Regions from separate parts of the Sus scrofa genome. Here region 2 is linked to region 1. The links are chromatin contacts, called in public Hi-C maps. All regions are on one chromosome and are shown on one strand. Each heading gives the region's core, a stretch centred on a gene start, on an enhancer-like site or on the middle of the called end of the contact. The rest is flanking DNA. Distances are from core to core; before and after follow the strand shown. Region 1 holds the start of ZNF584 (zinc finger protein 584). Region 2 holds the start of ZNF446 (zinc finger protein 446).

Evidence for each region. A called contact is a pair of places that touch in the nucleus more often than the background predicts.
Region 2: a Hi-C map of liver shows a contact between it and region 1, with 2.8 times the contacts expected there. The contact joins the promoter of ZNF446 here to the promoter of ZNF584 in region 1. A contact is called at or near these places in 1 of 5 promoter capture datasets (liver), 18 of 47 Hi-C or Micro-C datasets (alveolar macrophages, brain, embryonic fibroblasts and 10 more) and 2 of 2 datasets of contacts at active chromatin or transcription factors (alveolar macrophages and skeletal muscle).

What each region holds. Positions count from the first base shown.
Region 1 is chr6:62,989,650-62,996,149 of Sscrofa11.1, forward strand. It overlaps ZNF584 (zinc finger protein 584), which reads left to right and starts at 1,565. Exons shown (of 3, transcript XM_021097413.1): 1 at 1,565-3,165; 2 at 5,218-5,344. The coding sequence starts at 3,148.
Region 2 is chr6:63,049,001-63,056,186 of Sscrofa11.1, forward strand. ZNF446 (zinc finger protein 446) reads left to right here and starts at 1,341. Exons shown (of 4, transcript XM_021097395.1): 1 at 1,341-2,094; 2 at 3,684-3,885; 3 at 4,224-4,318. The coding sequence starts at 1,591. LOC110261334 (zinc finger protein 324A-like) reads left to right here. Exons shown (of 4, transcript XM_021097374.1): 4 at 1-273.

The DNA.
Region 1 (6,500 bases), core at 315-2,814:
CCCCCTGGAGAAACATCCCTCCAGTGTAAGGAGTGCGGGAATGGCTTCCGCCATCACCACATGGACCACGCAGCAGCAAGTACACCGTGGCTCAGGGGTTCACGAATCCCACCAGGAACCATGAGGCGGCAGCTTCGATCCCTGGCCTTGCTCCGTGGGTTGAGGATCCGGCGTTGCTGTGAGCTGGGGTGTAGGTCGCAGAGGCGGCTCGGATCCCGTGTTGCTGTGGCTGTGGTGTAGGCCAGCGGCTACAGCTCCGATTCGACCCTGTAGCCTGGGCACCTCCATAGGCCGTGAGGCCCTCAAAAGACAAAACACACACACAAAAAAGGAAAGAAAGTACACAGTGAAACAAAATGTTTCAAGTGCTTCCAATGCGAGAAAACATTTAGCCACAAATTCACACTTGCTCAGCACCAGAGAATTCATACTGGGGAAAGGCTTTCTGAGGGCAAAGAATGTGGTGCATTCTTTAGCCAAAACTGCAGCCTTACTTGGCACCAGCGAGCTCACACTGGAGTAAGGCCTTACGGATGCTCTGACTGTGGGACGGTCTATAGCAGAAACTCTTATCTCATTTGGCACCAGAAGGTTCATGTGGAAGGAAGGCCATAAGATTGCCACCAGTGTTGGAAAGTCTTTTTTCTTTTTAGGGGTGCCCTGTGGCATATGGAAGTTCTCTGGGTAGGGGTCGAATTGGAGCTGTAGCCGCCCGCCTAGGCCCCAGCCACAGCAATGCCAGATCTGAGCCATGTCTGCGACCTACACCACAGCTCATGCCAGTGCCAGATCCTTAACCCATTGAGCGAGGCCAGGGATTGAATCCACATTCTCATGGATACTAGTCGGGTTCGTAACCCACTGAACTACAACAGGAATTCCCTCTAGGTGACTTTTGAGTTTGGCATTGAGGCAACTTTTCTTTTTTTTTTCTTTTTCTTTTTTTGTCTTTTTGCCATTTCTTGGGCCACTCTCACGGCATATGGAGGTTCCCAGGCTAGGGGTCGAATCGCAGCTGTAGCCGCCCGCCTACGCCACAGTCATAGCAACGCCAGATCCGAGCCGCATCTGTGACCTACACCACAGCTCATGGCAATGCCAGATCCTTAACCCACTGAGCAAGGGCAGGGACCGAACCCGCAACCTCATGGTTCCTAGTCAGATTCGTTCACCACTGCGCCACGACAGGAACTCTGAGGCAACTTTTCGATACAACACAAAAAGCATGATCCATGAAGAAAGATGTACAGTTGGACTTCTCTAAATAGAAATTCTGCTCTGTGAAAGACAACAAGAAACAGTATGAAATGACAAGTCGTAGTCTAGGAGAAATTATCTGCAAAACGCAAGTCTCATAAAGGATTTTTGGAGCTCCTGTCGTGTCACAGTGGTTAACGAATCCAACTAGGAACCATGAGGTTGTGGGTTCAATCCCTGGCCTTGCTCAGTGGGTTAAGGATCCGGCGTTGCTGTGAGCTGTGGTGTAGGTCGCAGAGGCGGCTCGGGTCTGGTGTTGCTGTGGCTCTGGCACTGGCCGGCAGCTACAGCTCTGATTAGACCCTTAGCCTGGGAACCTCCATATTGCCGGGGGTGCGGCCCTAGAAAGACAAAAACAAACCCACAACTCTCCAGAAACAGCTCCAAGAAGGTACATAAAATGTACTTAGGAACCACACTGTTTTAAGGGGAAAGTGTCTAACAATAAATAGGGCACTATTGCAGATAATTAGGGTATTGCTGTGAAAAAAAGGCTGGCATTGAACACGGATTACATTTATCATCAGCAGATAGACACCTGATAAACAGAATGTATGCTTGTTAAATAGTGCACAGGTGCCAACTCAGGCTTGTGTCTTGGTGACTTGGAGGTTTCTGCTCTCTTCCCCACCCTGTCCCATCCTTGGCTTGTGGAAGGTCCCAGTACAACCTAGGTTCCCAGCGATCATAGCTGCTGCAGTGAAAATGCCTGACCTTTAACCTGGGAACTCCACCCCCCGCCCTTTTTTTTTTGCTCTTTAGGGTCGCACCCGTGGCATCAAAGTTCCCAGGCTAGGGGTCAAATTGGAGCTACAGCATACACCACAGCAACAGCGGCCACTGCAACCTGAGATCCTAGCAGAGTCTGCAGCCTACACTACAGCTCATGGCAAGGCCAGATCCCCAACCCATTGAGCAAGGCCAAAGATGGATCCTGCATCCTTATGGATACTAGTTGGCTTCGTAACCTGCTGAACCAGAACAGGAACTCCCATATTTCTTACTTTAAAAGTACATGTACTTACAATTGTACTGTTCAGCCAATAACAAATATACTTGCCAGTAACAGCACAATGGAGGTGGGTGGGATAAAGCTGTATTGGGCTAAGGAGATGACCCCAAAAAGTAACTCGAATCTAATAAATGCCATACATAATATTAATAAATGGCATAAATAATAAATATTTTTCCAACCTCATCGAATTTTGCACTTGAAATCAGTGAATGTCATTGCACCTTTCTACCTTTGGGGCCACGGCAGCTAAGGGAGACCAGACACTCGCCACGGTCCCCGCGCCTACAGGACGTGGCGGGACTCCCCAACTCCCAAGCCCTGCCCGCGCCGCTTTCCGCGAGCTCGGGGAGCCTCCCGGAGGCCACCCCTCACGTAGACGCTCTATTCCTCCGCCTGGTGTGAGGGCAGGGAGCCGTCGAAATTCGACACCGGAAGTTCCCGCCAAGCTGATGCGGGGCCCCTCCCCTGGGCTATCATTGGCTATGTCCGTTCCTCTGCGCTCATGGGAAGTGTAGTCTTTGAGCGCCCGCACGGGGTCAGAGGTGACGAGAGCTCTGCGTTGCGGGAGTCTAAGGGGCACCGCGGGTGGGACTTCCGGCGTTGCCCTGCGGTTCCGGTTTGGCCCCCGCTGGCTGTCGGTGCGAGCGTTTTGAGGGCAGCGTTGGCACCAGAGACCAACCCGGCGGAGGGAAGCGCAGCGACCCTCTCAGCACCTTTGCTCGCTCCCTGACCCGGGACATAAACCCCTCTTTCTGAGACTGGCTGTGCCACCCTGAGAACCTCTTGACTTAGCTCCTAGGCTTTGGGAGTGTTTTCCTTGTCGGCTTTGGGCTCCTGCTGGTACGGATCTCAGCTGCGTCTGCCGCCAGTTTCCGATGGCCGAGGAGGCGCAGGTGAGTGGGAGGTGCCCCCACCAAAATCTCTTCACCTGGCTCGGCACCCGGCGGGGGCAGACTCTGAACGAGCACTGGAGAGGTGAGGAAGGCTGTGACAGGTGAAGGGACAGTCTGTGCGAAGGGTTACCCACCAGGGTTCTTGGCTTACTTAGTCGGTAGAAATTGATAAGAGACTGGATAAGAAATTCAGACCAGGTTTTCTTGGCACTCACGTTGCAGCGTAAGGGAGCGAAAGCAATTAACAGGTTTCCTCGCTCACGCTTTGAGGGTGGGACCAAGTGGTTTCTTTAATGGGGTGAGGGGTGGGTCCAGGTGTTTAGCGCGACGGGTGGCTTAGGTGGTCGGCCCACCCCTTGGTGGTGTTGTGTGAAGGGCGTGTTTTCATAATTTGCACGTGTCGTGTGTGCGTGTGTGTCTTTTCAGGGCCATGCCTGTGACATATGGAAGTTCCGAGGCTAGGGGTCAAATCGGAGCTGCAGCTGCCAGCCTGCCCCATAGCCACAGCCACACCAGATCCGAGCCGCGTCTGCGACCTTCCTCACAGCTCACGGCAACGCCGGATTCTTAACCCACTGAGCGAGGCTTGGGATCCAACAATGTCTTCATGGATACTAGGCGTGTTGGTAACAGTTGAACCACTATGGGAACTCCCTGCAGGCAATTATTTTTAGTCCCTTTCAGTTTCTTTGCATTTTTTTTTTTTTTTTTTTTTTTTTTGCTGGGGGAGAGTTTGTCCAGAGGCAGGCAGTGCATCAAAAGTTCCCAAGTCCCAGCTTGTCTCAAAGGCAGAGAAGGAGGAGGGTTGGGGTCCTGGAGCTCCATGTGTGGTTCCTGGGCTTGTGTTGAAGGCTGAGCAGCCCTCTGTGCAGACCTGGGGGACCCCGTTGGCAGTGGGCCTTTGGAGGTGTGGGGAGGACATGGGACGGAGGGGATTGTGGTTGCTCTCTATGGATGCACTCTGGAGAAGTGCCACTGGAGAGGACTGGTGAGGTTGTGCTGCGGGCGTGGAGTTGTAGCATGCTGCAGTACGGCGTTATGTGTGTGGTGGGCCAGGAGGGCACACTGGAGGGCCCTGGGACCAGGTTCTCAGTACTGAAAGGGCAAGATGAGCCTAAGGTTTGTTACTTTGAATGGTGATCTCTGGGACACAGAGGGAATTGACTGGCCGGAAATAAGGTGGGTCTTGTGTGCTTGGTGGGGTATCTAGGTGGCATCTGTCTGGTCACCACCAGCCTGTTGTGGGCTGGATGCAGAATTTAATGGTACCATGAGGAGTTCCCCTTGTGGCTCGGCAGGTTAAGAACCCAACTAGGAGTTCCCGTCGTGGCGCAGTGGTTAACGAATCCGACTAGGGAACATGAGGTTGTGGGTTCGATCCCTGGCCTTGCTCAGTGGGTCGAGGATCCGGCGTTGCCGTGAGCTGTGGTGTAGGTTGCAAATGCAGCTCGGATCCTGCATGGCTGTGGCTCTAGTGTAGGCCAGCTGCTACGGCTCCGATTAGACCCCTAGTCTGGGAACCTCCATATGCTGCAGGAGTGGCCCTACAAAAGGCAAAAAGACCGGAAAAAAAAATCCATGAGGAATATCATGATAATATCCATGAGGAACTAATATCCATGAGGAAGCCGGTTAGATCCCTGGTCTTGCTCAGCGGCCTAAGGATCTGGCATTGCCAGGAGCTGCAGGTCGCAGATACAGCTCCGGTCTAGCATTGTTGTGGCTGTGGCCTAGGCTGGCAGACCCCTAGCCTGGGAACTTCCATGTGCCCCAGGTGCAGCCCTAAAAAGCAAATAAATAAAGGACAGTTCCATGAAAACAGAGGTGCACCAATGGTACTGGGGCCCTGAGAGTCCCCTGAGATGGGGTGTTAGGAGCAGGGAGGGGTGAGGGTAAGTGGGAGCCAAGGGCTGAAAGGGAGAGATGGCGTCAGTAAGAGAGGCGGCAGGACCCCGAGACGGGTCATGGGCACGGATGTGTTCCTCTCGCTGTCATCTGATTGACTTTCTGTCCATTATCCGCCCTGAGGGTCACTCGAATCCGTCATTACAGGGCCGAGTGACTTTTGACGACGTGGCAGTGTATTTCTCCCGGGAGGAGTGGGGGCTCCTTGATTCGACCCAGAGGGGCCTGTACCATGATGTGATGCTGGAGAACTTCACGCTCGTCGGCTCGCTGGGTAAGTCTCTCCCTCTCCCCCAGCGAATGCCCACCTCTGTCTCTTCTCCGTGGGAGTTCTCTCTGTCCTGAAGCCACAGAGGGGCGCCTCCCTGCCTCTCGCTGAGCTGCCCTATTGGCAGCCTCAGCACCTGTTGCCCCAGGGCTTGGGGTTCAGATTCTCACCGTTTGTCCACCAGGTTCCACCCAGCTCTGTTTCTCTCTGGCTGTGTGACTTCGATGGACCTGTGGCCCCTCTGTGCTCCAGGTTTTGCCTCCTTCCTCCACAGGAAACTGAATCGGCCCTCCCTGGACCAGGCATGAGCCGGGAGTTCCAGTCTGTGGATCAGTTTGGGCATTACTGTCATCTTAGTATCTTTTTTTTTCTTTTTGGCTGAACCCTCGGCACATGGAAATTCCCAGGCTAGGGACTGAATTTGAGCCAAAGCTGTGACCTACTGCCAGGGCGGGGATCAAACCTGTGCCTCAGCAGTGGCCTGAGCTGCTGCGGATACAGCGTTGCATCCTTAACCCACTGTGCCATAGTGTGAACTCCCTCCATATCTTCCAGTCCGCCAACATGATGTCTTTCTATTTATTTAGCTCTAATTTTTTTTTTTTTTTTTGTCTTTTTGCCATTTTTTTGGCCGCTCCCGCAGCATATGGAGGTTCCCAGGCTAGGGGTCCAGTCGGAGCTGTAGCCACCGGCCTACACCAGAGCTACAGCAACTCGGGATCCGAGCTGCGTCTGCAGCCTACACCACAGCTCACGGCAACGTGGGATCCTTAACCCACTGAGCAAGGGCAGGGCCCGAACCCGCAACCTCATGGTCCCTAGTCGGATTCGTTAACCACTGCGCCACGACGAGAACTCCAGCTCTCATTTTTTTTTTCTCACACTCCCAGCATGTGGAGTTTCATGGGATCACACCCATACCACAGCAGTGACCAGGGCTGCTGCAGTGATAACGAAAATCCTTAACCTGCTGTGCCACAGTGAGAACTCCTCTATGCTATTTTAAATGAAGTCATTTTTAAATTTAATTTTTAATTTTTAAAAATATTTTTTGCTTTTTGGGGCCACACCCATGACATATGGAGGTTCCCAGGCTAGGGGTCCAATCGGAGCTGCAGCTGCTGGCCTGTGCCAGAGCCACAGCAATGCCAGATCTGAGCCA
Region 2 (7,186 bases), core at 91-2,590, 59 kb after region 1:
CCCCACGCGGTGGGGACAATGAGTCAGACAGGTGGGGTGGTGCCCAGTTGGTGTCCTGTGGCCTCGACCTTGGGCTTCATCCCCAGGGGACTTAATGGTCTTTTTACTGGGAGGGAAAGACTGGGAGACGTTAATCTCAGAGTCGATAAACATTGTAAACTTTTGCACAGCACTGCGTAGGTCCACAGCCTCCGCCTCCAGGTTATGGTTCAGAAAGTTTTAACAAGACAAGAGTCCAGAGAGGCTCCCTAATAAAGGTTTCTTTTCAAAAACATGCAAATAAGAGTTCCCTGGTAGCACAGTGGGTTAAGGGTCCAGTGTTGTCACTGCTGTGGCTCAAGTTGCTGCCGAGGCGCAGATTTGTGCTCTGGCCTGGGAACTTCCACGTGCCAGAGGCGTGGTTAAAAAAAAAAAAAGTTTAAAAAATGTGAATAGTAGCAGCCTGAAACTGGTTTAATCCTAGCACAGTGCAGGCGTGTCATCACAGCTGGAGGGATTTGGCTGTAACCCTGGTCCCTTTGGGAGGACACAGGGTGGAGAGGCATCCTGTGTGTGGCCCACCCAGGGCCTGCCCCAAGAGCAGCTGTAATAGGAGGTGACCCAGGCCCTGATTGTGAGGCAGAAGCCATATGCAGGACCCAAAAGGTTAACCCCAGCCCAGTGGGTGCTTCAGTCCCTTCATGTCCAGCTCTCACAGCCATTTGCCACCACCTAAGCAGAGACGTGATGTGTATGACTCCCCACCTGCCAGCAGGGTTTGGTCCCCGAAGCTTCACAGGTTTTTGCAAGGAGGGGAGACACGGGGTAAGGAGAGGAGTAATTCAGGAGCAGGCACTGCAAGACTCAAGTGCAGGGCCTCTGAGCCACTATCCGCCCCTTATGGGCCCATCCTCTCTGCTCTCTTGGGTCCCGGCCTCACCCTCCCCCAGGCTGGCCTCCATGAGGGAGCCGTGAACAGGTCACTTCAGCCTCAGGCTGCACCCCTGTGAAATGCAGACAACCCCACAGAGCAGATGGAGGGCTCTTGTGGGAAGGTCACGGGATTCAGGAACAAAGGAGTCTGTGGAACATCAAGTGAGGACACAGAGTTTCATGCAACCTTTTCTGCATCTTGGACAAAAGCTCCTACAGCCTGGTTGCCATCCTCAGCTCTTCCCCACCGGTCAAGCTGGGCCTGATTAATTGCGCTTTTCCTATCTAAAAACCAAGGTTTTTATGTTTATTCCCATTGTGGCACAGCAGAAATGAGTCCGACTAGTATTCATGAGGACACGGTTTCAATCCCTGGCCTTGCTCAGTGGGTTAAGGATCTGGAAAGCTTTGGTGAGCTGTGGTGTAGGTGGAAGACGCAGCTCAGAAACTCCGTTGCTGTGGCTGTGACTAGGCTAGCAGCCATAGCTTTGGTTCCTGGCCTGGGAACTGCTATATGCTGCGGGTGAGGCCCCAAGAACAAACAAACAAAAGTCACCCTGACTGGTTCTGGTCCGGAAAGTATGTAAAACATGTCCCATAATTCTGGACAAAAACCACCCCTCGCTTTGCAGTACTGATCCAGCTGAAGCCACGTGTGAGGCTATGAAGGTGTAAATCATGGACAGTTTCTTCGTCAGTAGATGGGTGTTCTTCCTGCAGTCCCCGCATGTCCACAGGGCGCTCAGCGGTGGTCGAATGAAGGTCCCCAGCGCCATCCTCGCTGTAGAAATTCCCGAGGATGGCGGAGAAACCCCGTGGGTTAGGCCAGCCTTCCCGGCAGGTTCCGGCCCCCTCCTGGGACCATCTGGAGAGGAGGTTCGGAGGAACTACACCCCACAGGCAGCCACTTCCGGCCCCCGCAGAGAGCAGGGCAGCGCTCTGGACGTTGCCTTGGAAGCAGCTGGAGGCCAGCCGCGGTGCTCCAGGGGTTACCAAGGTGACGGCCGGGCGACTGGAAAGAAGCCTCAAGAAGGACGCTTGGGGAGGAGCCTGGGGCGAGCGCCAGCTCTGATTGGCCGACAGGTCACGCTACTTCCCCACCCATCGCCTCGCTTGCCAATAGGCGCCGGGCCTGTCGTGCACATGCGCAGGATCAGACGGTACCATCCCTCTCGGCCGTCGGTGAGTGCTAGTGCGCGGGTACTAAGGGAAAGTAGCTGCTGGGGAGGGTAGGGAGCCCCCCTCAAAACCCTGCCACTCTTCACATTCCTCTCGAAGGGATGGGGCACCTCTCAATCGTGAGATGCCTCCGAAAAGGAGCATCTGCTGGCGGAGGCCGCGCCTGTCCTTGCTGAGGCTCATGGGAAAAGTAGTCCGAGGGGAGGGGGCGGCGCCTTCGGAGCAGATGCATGATTGGCCAAGGCGGCTCTGCCCAAGGGGCGGGCGGGGACGCTGGCTCCCAGTGGCCTCGGGTGGCGGAGGTGGGCGCAGGCCTGGCTGGGTGGGCGTGGCCTCTCACTACCTCCCAATGTGCCCTGGGCCTCCAGCTTCCAAGCCTTTTCCCGGGCCGGTCCACGTCCCTCCTGCGGGAAAACCTCCTCTTTGGAAGGCGAACTCCAGGCGTCAGGTTTGGTCCAGCCTGTGAGCCAGCCCCCCGATCCCGCGCTGGGCGTGTTTCACCCCGGAGTCTCTGCGAGCCTGAGACACAATTATTTGCTGACCGCTTCACACAACTCGTAGCTCCTCTTTGCTTTGCTCCGGCTTTTCACACGCTCGGTCCAGACGTTGTGAGTGAAGCACTGCTCTCCGTGGTCAGCGAGCTCTGTATCTCGGGGTCCACATCAGCCCCTGCCTCGACCAAGCGCAGACCAGCCCTTCAGGGTGCCCCACTTGAGTCAACGTCTCCCGGAGACGGTGAGGACAGGCGGCCTGGCCCCAGTCCTCACCCCGGATCGTGCCCTACTACAGCCCTAATTACCCCCTCTCTCCGCCGCGATGGCTTTCCGGGGCTCCTCAGCCTGTCCCTGGCAGCCTCTGATGACTCCCTTTGCCTTCCTCTCCAGCATCATCTCCCAGCAGTTCCCTGCAGTTTTCTGGAAGCTCTGTCAACAACTTGCCTCCAAGCCTTGGTTCACAAGGCTTCCTTCCGCTCTGTGACTCCTTCCTCCTTGAAGCTTTCCCCAACTCAGCCTCAAGCATCCCCACACCAGGGTCCTCTCTGTCGCAGCCTCAGTCCCCTGGGCTGGGCCTGTGTGCACACAGGTGACTTACCCTGCCTGTGGGCTTGAGGCTGTCACCCTGACCCCTCCTATCCTGCAAGTCCCTCTTGGTGGCTCCAGGAAGACTCGCAGCACAATGCCATCCCCACTGGGTCCCCCGAGCCTCCCCTCTCTGGACTCCGAGGCCACCCTGGAGGAGCCCGAGGCAGCACGCCAGCGCTTCCGGGGCTTCTGCTACCAGGAGGCAGCCGGTCCCCACGAGGCCCTGGCCCGGCTGCGGGAGCTGTGCCACCAGTGGCTGCAGCCAGAGGCTCACTCCAAGGAGCAGATGCTGGAGCTGCTGGTGCTGGAGCAGTTCCTGGGCGCTCTGCCCCCTGAGATCCAGGCCTGGGTGCGGGGCCAGAGGCCAGGCAGCCCAGAGGAGGCTGCTGTTCTGGTCGAGGGCCTGCAGCATGACCCTGGGCAGCTGCTCAGCTGGGTGAGTGTGGAAGTGTGGGTTTCTTGCAGGGACAGAGTGAGACTGGCTCCCCGGTAACTTGCCTCTCTCCTCAGATTACAGCGCACGTCCTGAAGCGGGCAGTGCTTCCAGCAGCACAGAAGACAGAGAAATCTGTGAGGAGCTCCCACCCTTCAGAGCCAGTGGAGCCCCTCAGGGCAGCCTCTGGGGAGGGGTCCAACGATGCGCAGATGGAGGGGGGTGCCCATCCCAGCTGCAGTGTGAAGGAGGAGCCTGCTGGCTATGGGCAGGAGACCGGTGAGAGTGGGGGCGCAGTAGGGCTCGGGGTTCCTGGAGACAGTGCAACATCCCCAGCTAGAGTGGGAACCCAGGAGAGGTTATGCTGGAGCTGGGGGCTTCTGGAGGGAGTGTGGGTGTCCCAGGTGGGAGGGGGACCTACAAGGGACTGCAGACTGCAGAGCTTGGTCCCTGGGAGGGCAGAGGGCAGGGCTGCCTGCCTGCTGGCTGTGTGCCTAGCACACCCGGAGGGCTGCCCCCTGCTGGCAGAGGTGGGCCCAGTGAAGCACCAACACTGATTCCTTGCCTGCCCCGGCTCACATGAGCAGCCCCTGACGCCTGTCTGCTTCACTTCCTAGCACCCTCCAGCCCCCTAAACCCAGCCACGTCCCATGAGAGGTGCCTCGAACGACAGGAACCGACCTCTGCGCCTTTCCACCCGTCTAGGATTCAGGTCAGCAGCCCCTGGTGGCAGGTGCAGGCCTGCGGTGGGTAGAGGGAGTTCCTGGTGACCACTCTCTGCCCTGCCAGTTGTCCAGGTTCCTTGGCCAGCACCTCTGTTCTTTGCTGCCCCAAAATGGAGTTGGTGTCAGGGCACCCCTTGCAGGCCCTGGGGCACAGAGGGACAGACCTGCGCTTGGAAGGTATCTTGGGAGTTCCTGTTGTGGTGCAGCAGAAACGAATCCGACTAGGAACCATGAGGTTGTGGTTCGATCCCTGGCCTCGCTCAGTGGGTTAAGGATCTGGCATTGCCATGAGCTCTGGTGTAGGTCACAGATACGGCTCGGATCCCACGTTGCTGTGGCTCTGGTGTAAGCCAGCAGCTACAGCTCTGATTAGACCCCTAGCCTGGGAATCGCCCGTATGCCGCGGGAGTGGCCCTAGAAAAAGCTAAAAAAAAAAAAAAAGAAGGGATTTTGGCCTTGGGCAACTGGGAATCTGGTTTAGAGTGACTGAGCCTGGCCCACTGATCGAGCAGTCAGTCAGGGAGTTGGCAGCTCCCAGAAGTCCTGAGCTGGCTTCTGGGGATGGAAGCTTCACGTGTAGGTGGGGAGGGGACAAGATGGCGATGACCAAGCCTGGCAGGAAAGCCCGAGTGACACCCAGCAGTCTGGCCCCCCTGCACACCTGAGGTCCGCGTGGAGACGCTCTTCCTAGGAAATGCCTGCAGCTCTGCCTCTGCCAGGCCTTTCCTCCAAGGCCGGCCAGCCCTCCACTGTGGCCAGCTAAGTGTCCCCTGCCACCTGTGGGGCTGGGTTCCTCAGTATGGGACTCCCAGCAACACTTCCTCATCCAGTCCACTCTAAGAGTGCTGCCCCAGGGTCCAGGCGCAGGTGGAAGCAGGCGGGTGGGAAGGCCACCCCCACCCTGAGCCTCCCCTCCTCCAGCTGGCAGTGCTGGCCTGGCTCCTGTGGACAGACGCTGGCTCATCTGTCAGGATTCTTGTTCCCATCCCTGCAGACACGACGGCCGGGAGCGCACCTCCTAGTAAAGCCTGCGAGGGTTTTGCTTTGACTTGTGGCAGCAGGAGCTAGCTCACCTGTGTCCTAAGGTGCCTGCCCGCTGCCTTGCCTGCCTCCCTGCAGCCAGGTCCCCCATCCAGGGACGCTGATGTCCTCGGCGCTTCCCGGGAGGATCTCTGTTGCTCTTGTAACCACAGGCCTGAGGGAGGAGGTTGGGGTCCGCGCCACTGCCCGGCATTTTGCTCTCCCAGCAGCACACAGTGTTCAGGGCCCATCCAGGGCCTGTGTGCAGCCAGGACCAGGAGCCGGCGGCAGTCGTGGGGGACTGCTGCTGTCTGCATCTGAGGGGTGAGGCCAAGGGCAGCTCCCTTCCGGGTCCTGTGTCCCCAACACGCGTGGGCTCCCATCCTAGCTTCACCTTCACCTTCGGCCTCCTGGGCAGGGGAGGCTTAGGAGACCTGCAGCCCCCCTCCCCCTTGCCGAGGTGATTGGCAAGGCTCGGTCCGGTGGGGGTGCTGCTGGGAGACGGGCCTTCTGTGGGGGAGCAGCCTCTGGTGGCAGGTAGCAGGCCTGCCGTGGGCAGAGAGGGTTCCTGGTGGCCACTCTCTGCCACCTCCCTGCAGGAAGAGTGGGGCCTTCTGGACCCGTCACAGAAGGAGCTGTACTGGGACGTGATGCTGGAGAAGTACGGCACGGTGGTCTCCCTGGGTGAGGAAGGCCCCTTCTCCTCCCGGTCCTGCGTGTGCCGTGCTTCCCAGGGGGCACCCCCATCGCCTGCCAGGGCCCCCACCCCGTCCTTACACGTGCGAACCCCTCACACGCCCCTCGTGCCAGGCCTGCCGCCTGATGGGCCCCTGACCCCAGCAGGGTTGCCGCGCCCGCTTCCGGAGGCACTCGCGGAGTCGGAGCCCGAGGGGCTGAGCCCCGGACCGGAGGGACAGAGGAGCCTCCGCCCGGGTAAGGGACCGCCGGCCCCCGGCGGCTGGGGCCGGGAGAGGGGGCCTGGCGTCGCCGGCGACCTGGCTCTGCCACGTCTGCCCCCAGCAGGTGAAAGCGCGAGCTCGGGAGCGGAGGGGCCGTCTGGCCGCCCCGGGGCCCCGCCGCCCGCCGCCTGGGAGGGACCGTCCGCCGCCGCCGCGCCGCCGCCGCCGCCGCCGCCGCGGAGCAAGCGCTACACGTGCGCGCAGTGCGGCCGCGCCTTCGACTGGAAGTCGGTGTTCGTCATCCACCGGCGCGCGCACGCCAACGCGCCCGGCGCCGAGACGCCGCCGCAGGCCCCGCCCCGGCGCGCGCCCCCGGGCCCGCGCAGCTACTCGTGCGAGGAGTGCGGCCGCAGCTTCAGCTGGAAGTCGCAGCTGGTCATCCACCGCAAGAGCCACGCCGGCCAGCGGCGCCACCTCTGCGGCGACTGCGGCCACAGCTTCGACTGGAAGTCGCAGCTGGTCATCCACCTCAAGAGCCACCGGCCCGAGGCCCCGTGAGCGTTGGAGCGGGCAGCCTCGCCCGGCCGGTCCCGGCCCGCCCGGCTCCTCCACCTCGGCCCGGGGCCTCGGGGGCCGCAGAGGGCGCCGGAGCAGGTCCGAGTCCGCGTCCGAGGACGGCCCCCTGCCCGGACACCCCGTGTCCCTTCAGAAGCCGCCGCTCCCTCGCCGCCAGCCTGCCCGACCCCACCTTTACGGCTGAGCCTCGGCCCGCCGCCCGGCCCAGGGGCGGCCCGGTTACCTCCACGCTCCTAGCTGAGCGCGTCGCAGGCCGGCTGCGCTCCCTGTCCCTGCGAGCGCTCGACCTGATGACCAGGCCCCTTCCCACCAGCGGCCTGGCCTGAGGTCTTTGTGGGGCCCGTGCAGAAAGGCCAGGAG